2 separate regions of the Mus musculus genome follow, and region 1 is linked to region 2. The links are chromatin contacts, called in public promoter capture Hi-C maps. All regions are on one chromosome and are shown on one strand. The core of a region is the stretch at or near the end of the contact, and the rest is flanking DNA. Distances in the headings are between cores, read along the strand shown. Region 1 holds the start of Ifi211 (interferon activated gene 211). Region 2 holds the start of Mndal (myeloid nuclear differentiation antigen like).

Region 1 (4,482 bases), core at 534-3,033, 33 kb before region 2:
GTATTCAGTCTGAGAAGATCCACCTAACTATCAAGAAACTGAAGGCCACAGGGAATGGGGAGGTCTAGGAGAGGTGAGGGATAGGGTTGGGGACATACTTGTGGAGACAGGGTGGCAGGAAGTAGGTATGGAGTGGGGAACAATCAGAGGGTGAACCAGGGGCCGGGTGGGGGATAAAATATGGAGTGTAAAAAGAGAAGATTAAATAAAATTTTAAAAAGAGAGAAAATAGAGTGTTAGAAGTGGGGTAGTCATACAGTGGTCAGTGTGATGAAAAGGCAGCTGAAGAAATCCAGACAGTATCTCCAGCTGACATAGAGCTGTCAGAGATAAAGACAAGTATGGCTATGAAGAGCTGAAAACTGAGGTACTATTGACTGACAACCAGGAGCATTGCAGACAGCTGCAAATCCTTAAGGGCCAAGAACTATAACACCTCAGCTGTGACACCAGCCACTCTCGAGGTCCCAGGGTCACAAAGGCACTGTCTGTTTGAAACTGTCTTTCATCTGCTGCTTTCAGAAGTTCATTATGAAAACTTCCAAGTACCTTGTTGGCAGTTGGTGGTTAAATCCCAGAACCACAAGCTGTTGGGAACTAAAAAGGGGGCCCAGGGGAAGAGAAAACCCACACCCCACCAGAATTTTACCTATTCTCTGGTCTGTCAGGTGTGGGAGAGCTGCCATACACTTTCCACTCAGCCCTGGGTGGGCATTCAAGCCTCTGACCCACTCTTCAGGGGGTGGCCAAGGGTCAGCCCTACCTGGGATCCCTTGAGCTACTTTGCTAAAGCCACCATGGTTATAGGAGAGAAGGATGGCAGAAGAGAGGTTCCCAAAACTTGCGAGAGTGAGGGTAGCAGATTTTGATGAGCAGAGACTCTATGGTTTTAGAGCTTTATTATAGAAATGCAGGGGTATAAGAGAGAAGCTAGAAAAAGAGAGAGAGAGGAGGGAGAGAGAGAAAAGGGAGGGAGGGAGAGGGAGAGAGAGAGAGAAGGCTAGAGAGAAAGAGTAAGAGAGAGAGAAGAGAGGAGAAGACAAAGAGAAAGGAAAGAGGAGAGAAGAGTGAGAGTTAAGAGAACAAAGGAGTAAGAGAAGAGACAAGTAAGATAGCAAACAGAAGCTGAACAGCCCTTTTTATGGTCTTTACTGTTGCTAGGTAACTGGGGAGGAGTTTAGCCTGAAGGTCAGAAGCTTGGGCCATTGCCTACATGACTTCTACCCATGCTTCTCTTGTGGGGTCTGTGGGGGGAGGTAACTTAGGCAGGAGCCAGAGTTCCAGCAGCATAAGGGAATGCCTACTGTGTCATGTAGCTGAATTATCACCCTTTGGAGTTCAGACCTCAGCTCAACTGGAGACCAGCCTGTCTGTGCAAGACCTCAAAACCACAATTCTCTGGCTTCCAAAGGGCTTGATACTTGTAAACCCTGAGTGTATTAGACTCTTCCCTGGGCCTTGAGTACTTTACTACAATAAAAACTCCACCTTAGCTGTCCAGGACTCCTATCTAAGTAGAGCAGAACCCTGGTCAGCTAGTTTTAACACCTTGATCTGGTTGTACCATGTATGTGAATTTTGTGTCTAGTGGCTAGTGTACATCCGTTTGCTACAAAAGTTGTAAGGTTAGGACTTTCTTATTTAGTGAGATTCATCAGAAAAGAATGTGAGCCTGACTAAGCTGTGATTTTTTTTTCATAGTGACCACAGTATTTACAGGAAGTTAAGATGTTTCCAAAGCCAGGGAAATTGAAAGCTATGAACGAAACTGGGAGTAGGCCTGGCTATTTCAGCACTCCTCACCCGAGGGAGACAGCACAGGGAGAGACAGCCAGTGCTGCTCAAGAAATGAAACAACTCTGAGAGTTTTGTAATCACTACCCTCTTCCTTTACACCCAACTGTTCAGTTTCTCATTTACTGACTTATCTGCCTACCTACTCAAGCCAAGCAGGCCACTTCTTGACCCGGTGAAGGTCTCAGGATCTGTACATCACTGCAGAAATATCCAGGAAGGTGAGTTCTGTTTGTTTCTTAAACATGTGATCAGATCTATCTGTGAAATATAAAGGACCATAGAAAAAAATCAGTGTTGAATGGTGGAGGACCAAGGCTGGTGCCAGCTTCACTCACAGCATTAAACCTGCTGTAGCTGGTTTCCGATGCTTCACTAGGAAGACAGCCGATGACAGAATAAAGATGCCTCCTCTATTCCTATGAGTTTTCATGAGTTAGTGTTTATCACTGTTCTTCATTTATCTTCACTAGAGAAGACATGGGAGTAAGGTGTTTGTGGTGAAGGACTGTGTAAAAGACAAGACAGAAACAAAAAATATTGATAACTAAAATCATGTTAAATGAAAACCACACTTTCCAGTTTTGTGAATATACAAAACTGAGATTCATATACAACTTGATAACTCACATTAGCCTGTAGAGAAAAATGTCCCACTTTTGTTAATACAGTTATTTAAATAGATTGTGGACATTTTTATGTTTAGCTCTCCTCTTAGCTCCCTTCTGTATCAGATGTTAGAGACAATATTTGTCATACTCTCCTCTTCATGCCATGCTGGAGGTGAATACTCATGAGGAAAGTTAAACTTGTTCACTGTTACTAATTTCTTCTGTAATTTTTCTAATTTTTTATCCTGTTTTGCCTAAATTTTAGTAGTTGAGATATGCATAAAATTTAAACCATAGTCATAGACAATATCATACCTGTTTAAATATATATTATTGCTTGTTAATGGTTCTGTTTAAAGAATAATTTCATTATCCAAGCCTGGTTTCCGATAACTTGGCACATAGCTGAGGCCAGCCTCAAACTTACAGTCCTCTGGCCTCTGCCTCAGCTTCTGTCTTTCCCTCAGACTCTGGCGCCTTGAATCATAGACACCCACTGCCATGACCCTCTTAAATGTCTACAATTAATTTTGTATTTTACTACATAGTACTATTTAATGTCCTGGGAGTAATGTTGTAAAACTAAAATTTGTTATTATTTGGTAATTATATAATTAAAATTGTTTCACTTTTCTTGGGTTGAAATCTTTCATTGTTAAGTAGTGAGCCTCCAGGCTTTATGATGTTTCTTGGATGGTCCTTACCTATATTAGCAGAGAATTTTGGTGTCTTTAAATTGCTCTTTCAGCATCAAATTTTTCTACTATGTTTAAATCCATCAAATAGTATTTTGTCAGCAATTCGAAGGTATTGTATTTTTCTAAACCACTTTAAAAATTGTATCATTTTGTGCTTTTGTTTTGTTTTGATCTATTTTGTTTTTGTTCTTTAGACAAGGTCCCACTATGTAGCATTGATTGGCTTAGAAATGACTATGTAGTCCAGGATGGCCTCAAATTCAGAGATTTCTGCCAATCCCTGCCTTCTAAATGCTGTATACTTTTACATTTTTAGTTTAAATGACTTAATAATTTTTCTAGCTTAAAGATTTTATATGGCACATTATAAAGCCAATTTGTACTTATAATGTGTAGTAGTCTAGTCCAAGTAACAAACATTTCCTTGTCTTCAACAATCAATAGTTGTATGTGTTAGGATTTCCTATTTTGGGATGAGACGTGTGCTGAGTTTTGATGTCCTTTACTGAACATCTTCATTTTTCCAGTGCTGCTGCCTCTTGTCATCCCTACTGACCACTATCCCGTTTCATTCTTCTACAAAGTTTATTTTTGTAAATAAATGAAACGTGAGATGTTTCTCTTCCTGTACATGCCGTGTTTTACTTAACATACTTATGGCCAGTTTCAGTCAAATTCAATCAAACTTCAAATGACAGAAATTCATTCCTTTGAATGGCTAATGAATACTTGATGTGTGTTTTGGGGGAGGATGTGAGAAATTATATACAAATCGCAATATGTATGTGGAAACCACAGGACAACATTGGGGAGTTGTTTCTTTATAAAAGTTCCAGGTAGCTGGGTGTGGTGGCGCACGCCTTTAATCTCAGCACTTGGGAAGCAGAGGCAGGCGAATTTCTGAGTTCTAGGCCAGCCTGGTCTACAGAGTGAGTTCCAAGACAGCTGGGACTACACAGAGAAACCATGCTCAAAAAAACAAAACAAGAACAAAAACAAAAGTTCCAGGGATCTAATCTCAGGCCATAAGGCTTGCACAGCAGACTCTACTTTATGACCTTTTAATGTATACTTAGCATGCATGGTGTGTGTGTGTGTGTGTGTGTGTGTGTGTGTGTGTGTGTGTGTGTGTGTGTGTGTGTGTGTGTGTTTCATTTATGTTTGGAGTAGACTCTCACAATTGAGAACAGTCATGTGCTCCTGATCCTGCTATTTCTACTTCTACAGGACTGGACTTTCATGCATGTACCATGGTACCCGAGTTCTCATTTTCTTTGTAACTCATCCACTAAAAGATATTTACCTTACTCTGTATTTCAACTATCGTGAATAGTGATGAAATAAATATACAAGTGTAATTGTCTCTGTGTATACCTGTT
Region 2 (4,442 bases), core at 164-2,663:
AAGCATCCAGTAGTAGTTGGTGTCCTTTTTCCCCATGTCTCACTATAACAATAGTACAGACACCATCCACTATCCTACAAAGGAAGAAACAGTCAGTCAAACACTGCTTTAAGCTCTGAAGCTACCAGATGTTCAGCTTTTTTCCTTGAGTTTCCAAGGCTTCATCTGCTAGCACTACATAGCCCACAATCTGCTGTCTTTTCCCATTAAAAATATCTCAGGGGTCATTTTCTTAATCAGTTATAGAGGACAGTGAAGCTATAGTATAGAGGGCAGTTACGCCCAATTACTTTTTTTTTTTAAGCTGAGGTTGAAGTTGTATGTTTCTTATAACACTATGCTCTGGGAAAATATGGCCTAGGAACCACTAATGAATTAATGAATGGATGCTTTGGAAAGTGCTTAAACCAAAAGTGATCCATCACACATATTTCCCTATTCAGGAAATGCTCAAGCAAGTACTGTTGTGGTCTGCAGATCACAGCACAAAGCACCCAGAAACGGATCTCAGTTAAACAGGGCTGGTTTATTGAACACACACCCCAAGACTGATTGAACAGGGGCTCAATTCAGATACAAGAGCTATTTTCCAGGGTCAGTTAATATAGGCAGAAAATCATAATGAGCTCATAAGCGGGTGAGGGGAGGGCTGTAGGGTGGTCAACCTTTTTCCAAGTCTTTTTTTTTTCAAGCTGTCCTCTATCTTTCTTTGCTCTGAGTGAAGGCTATGGGTTGGGAATTTCTGATGATGATGATGACTGTTGAAGCCTCAGAATATGGTCAAATTGACCTTTCTTTCAGTCAAACTTTTTCTTTTAATTTTTAAAATGTTTTTATCTTCTTTTTTTTCTTTTTCTTTTTATTAGATGTTTTCTTTATTTACATTTAGGATGTTATCCCCTTTCCTGGTTTCCCCACTGAAGACTCCCTATCCCCTCCTCCCTCCATCTGCTCACGAACCAACCCACACTGGCTTCCTGGCCCTGGCATTCCCCAATATTGGCTGTGCCTACAGTCAAGCTGCTTTTGTGTCAAACAAGCTGGCAGGCATGAAACAAAAGTATTACAGCTGAGCTAGCAGGCTTCATCAAATCCAAGGAACAACAGACTCTCAGGCGCTCCCCTCTGACCACTTTCATACTGAGCAAACAAAGAAGGGTGAGGTGGCTGAGTGACTTGCTTGTATCTCCTTGTGATTCATCTTCTTTCAGATGAGAGTGATTCCTAGTGACCCACCCTTAAGTCTACTGGACATAAAACATGCAGTGTTGCAATTTCTCTCTCTCCTGTGTGTGTTTGTGTGTGTGTGTGTGTGTGCTTCTTTCTAGAAATTACATTAATAACAGGAAATAAAGTGCTCTATTTTAAGAGCTGGGGAAATCGAAAGCTATGAACAGTGCTGGGAGGAGCCCAATTTCATCTTAAGTCTCCCCAGGAAGACAGCACACTGTAAGGCATCCAGCCCTGCTAAAGCTAGAAACTTACTTTAACCAGTTCTCTTGCCCCCCTCCCTGTTATTTTGTAAATACTACATTTTCTCAGCATTTAATGAGATTGCAATGCATTCTGGTGTACTTTTTTGAGTCATTTCTCTTTCTACTCAAAACAGAGAAACCCCATTTCCTGACTTGCTGAAGATTTATCATCTGAACATTGCTGAGAAATTTCCACGGAGGTAAGTCTCTCCCCTTTTATATATAGAAGAGATAGCTCCATGAAACCCACAAGAACATAGGGGATCAGTGTGGTTCTTCCCAGTGGCTGGTGGGGAGAGCACAGATTGTTCAACTGCCAGCAGGGCAGTGAACCTGCTGCAACAGGTTCTGATACCGCATTCAGGATGATGACAGCATCTTTCTTTCTCCATTCCTCGAGCTTGAGGTAAGAAAACATGAGCTTTGATTAGTGCAGGTTATAAAATTAGCTTTCTAAGTATAAGTGTCAATAAATGGAAAACAAGAAGGCTTCAGTAGCCTGGGCTGGGCGGTGCAGGGGAATCTGGTGGCTGGACTGAGTAAAAGACAGGTTAGTGATATAAAAAATTACTGTGATATAATATTCAGTGAAAAATGCATTTGAACAAGTAGCTTCATCATCTGGTCTTATTTTAACATTAGACAGCATGAGAACTAGTGGACATGTGCAGTACAACGTTCCTAAGAATCACAAATACAGTTATTCAAATACTTCCTGTTTCAATATGCATATGTAACTCTTTCTTTCTCTCCCCTTCAAAAAAGGGAGTAAGAATAGTATTTAGTCACTGATAGAAACTTTTTGTCATCATGAAAGTTATTCTTTTTATAGGCTAAATTTTATTTATTTTTGTTTTTATTTTGTTGTCATAAAATATAGGGAGTATGAAGGTCAGTTACATACAATCATTTCTGTTGTCCACTTGGTTTACTTTTAGGATATTTTAAAGGCTTTCTGTATCCTCTGGCATAGGACTCCGTGTGTACTCAAACTTTGTAATTCAAATGTCAATTTGAGATTTGTACCTGAATTAGACCTGTGTTGCTAAGTTTCTCAGTTATACTACTCAAACTTTCCAAATTTTTCCAGATCTTTTTACCCTACTCAGTAGTGACTACACTGTCATATTAACTGTAAACCTGTGGGTTCTCCTTTTTATCTTTTTAAAAAAAGTACAGATTTGTGTGCTCTCACAGATATTGAATGGATGTGATGTATATGTATGTGTATGGATACGTGTACTTGTGTGAAGATATATTCCATGTTTCGATAGAGCTGTGAAATAAGGACAAAGAATTGCGCTATTATTAACTGATAAATCCATAGTTAAAACTACCTCCTTCTAAGATGGGAGGGTTTAACTTTCTGTGGTATTTAATAATAGTTTTGCCTTCCGTTCTATTAAAGCTCCACTAATGTAGATAAATAGGATGTTCTTTAGTTTCTAGAGAATTTAATTTTAGATTTCTCCACTGTTGGGGAATCTTTTATGAACAACCTATAGGTAAATTTCTTAAATAACAATTGGCAGACCTTGTCATTGGACTGGTTAGGTCCCCCCGGGTAGAGTGGCAATCAGCAGAGTTTTGTTTTGCTTCTACTACTGTTATTTCACCCGGGATGTTCTTTATGTTCTCTTCCGTCTGTCTGTCAGCCTTGGTGATGTACTTCCTTTTTCGCTTTTTTTTTTCTGATCAAGTTTTCATTTTAAAGCATAGGTGCACCTACTCAAGTTTGAAATTTTCATTATAGAAGAACCGTATTTTCTTTGATAAGTGCATTTTGCTTATATTCACCCTCTACCCCCTTCCATAATCCCTTCCAGGGACATACTGTCTACCCTACCCGCTAAACTTAGTGTCCAATGCCCGCTCCCCTCCTAACTTCCTTCTGTGAATTTTGTCTGGCATAAACGTGCACAAGGCTCAGGATGCTTCACAACTGTTTTGAGCTCACATGTGCTACTTCCCAGCGGAGTTTGGCAAACACTGTGCCCCTGTAGTCATCTGCCACCCCGACTACTAGAATTTTTCTTCCCCCTTTTTATAAAGTATTTCTGAGCAGAAGGATAAGATTTCTGATTGTGTTTCTCTGCATAGTGTGCACAACAAAGTGTGCATAGTTAGAATGTAGCTTCTGGGTCAGTATAACCTGATTTTCCTGTATTCTATGACTCAAGGATGTGGCGTCTATATCGTTATGGAAGATTTGGGGGTATATATATATACAGTAACCTATATAGATAAAAGTATAAATTTAATTTCTATTGCTTACATATCATTTTTGTGTGAAATAGTTGTGGTCCTATTCTTGATACATTCTCAGAAGGATAGTGATTAATCCCTAACCCTTAACTCTTGGAAAAAAGTTTCTATTCTCTCTGGCAGTTTCTACACGTACTTTTACCTCCAAGGGAATGGGAGATTTAGATTCCTTTGTTGATTTTCTGGCATTGGGGGAAAGTCTGACCTTTTATGCCCTTTATTTCTTTGTTATTTGTTCTATAAATTGGTACTGTCATTTTTTAAAAGAAACTGTCTCCTAAGTTCTTGGAATATAGTTATATCTTTTGTAGAACAGTTCAGTAAGCCAGGGTCATTAACTTTATTGAATTCCTGATGCTTGCTCAGGATGACTGTAGAGGCAGCAAGAGAGAGCCAGGGGAAACAGTTTTTTGTTTTAAGAAAAAGTTCCAGGCTCATCATAAATTCAGCTGTAACCATGACTAACAAAGTGAAACTAAAACTTACCATACTGCCAAAGCCAGGAGGAACTGAAGCATAGGAGCTCCCTAGGATTGGAGCAGGAGTCCACAGTAGGTCCAGTAAATCCAAAGGTCCTTGTCAATGGGACTGAATCTATCCGGGCCTTGACATAAGAAGCTCTAGTCACAAAACAAAACCATTGCACCATTGCACCATTCCCAGGGTTTGCAGCATGGCTTCTGATGTGTGTGTGTGTATACA

Evidence for each region. Promoter capture Hi-C pulls out the DNA fragments that hold promoters and counts their contacts.
Region 1: a contact with region 2 is called in a promoter capture Hi-C map of macrophages, with 11 read pairs. The contact joins the promoter of Ifi211 here to the promoter of Mndal in region 2. A contact is called at or near these places in 1 of 39 promoter capture datasets (macrophages), 1 of 484 Hi-C or Micro-C datasets (B cells), 2 of 115 datasets of contacts at active chromatin or transcription factors (heart atrium and memory CD8 T cells) and 1 of 9 other capture datasets (adipose tissue).

What each region holds. Positions count from the first base shown.
Region 1 is chr1:173,910,347-173,914,828 of GRCm38.p6, reverse strand. Ifi211 (interferon activated gene 211) reads left to right here and starts at 1,783. Exons shown (of 7, transcript NM_001033450.4): 1 at 1,783-2,015.
Region 2 is chr1:173,877,158-173,881,599 of GRCm38.p6, reverse strand. Mndal (myeloid nuclear differentiation antigen like) reads left to right here and starts at 1,413. Exons shown (of 10, transcript NM_001170853.1): 1 at 1,413-1,449; 2 at 1,610-1,675.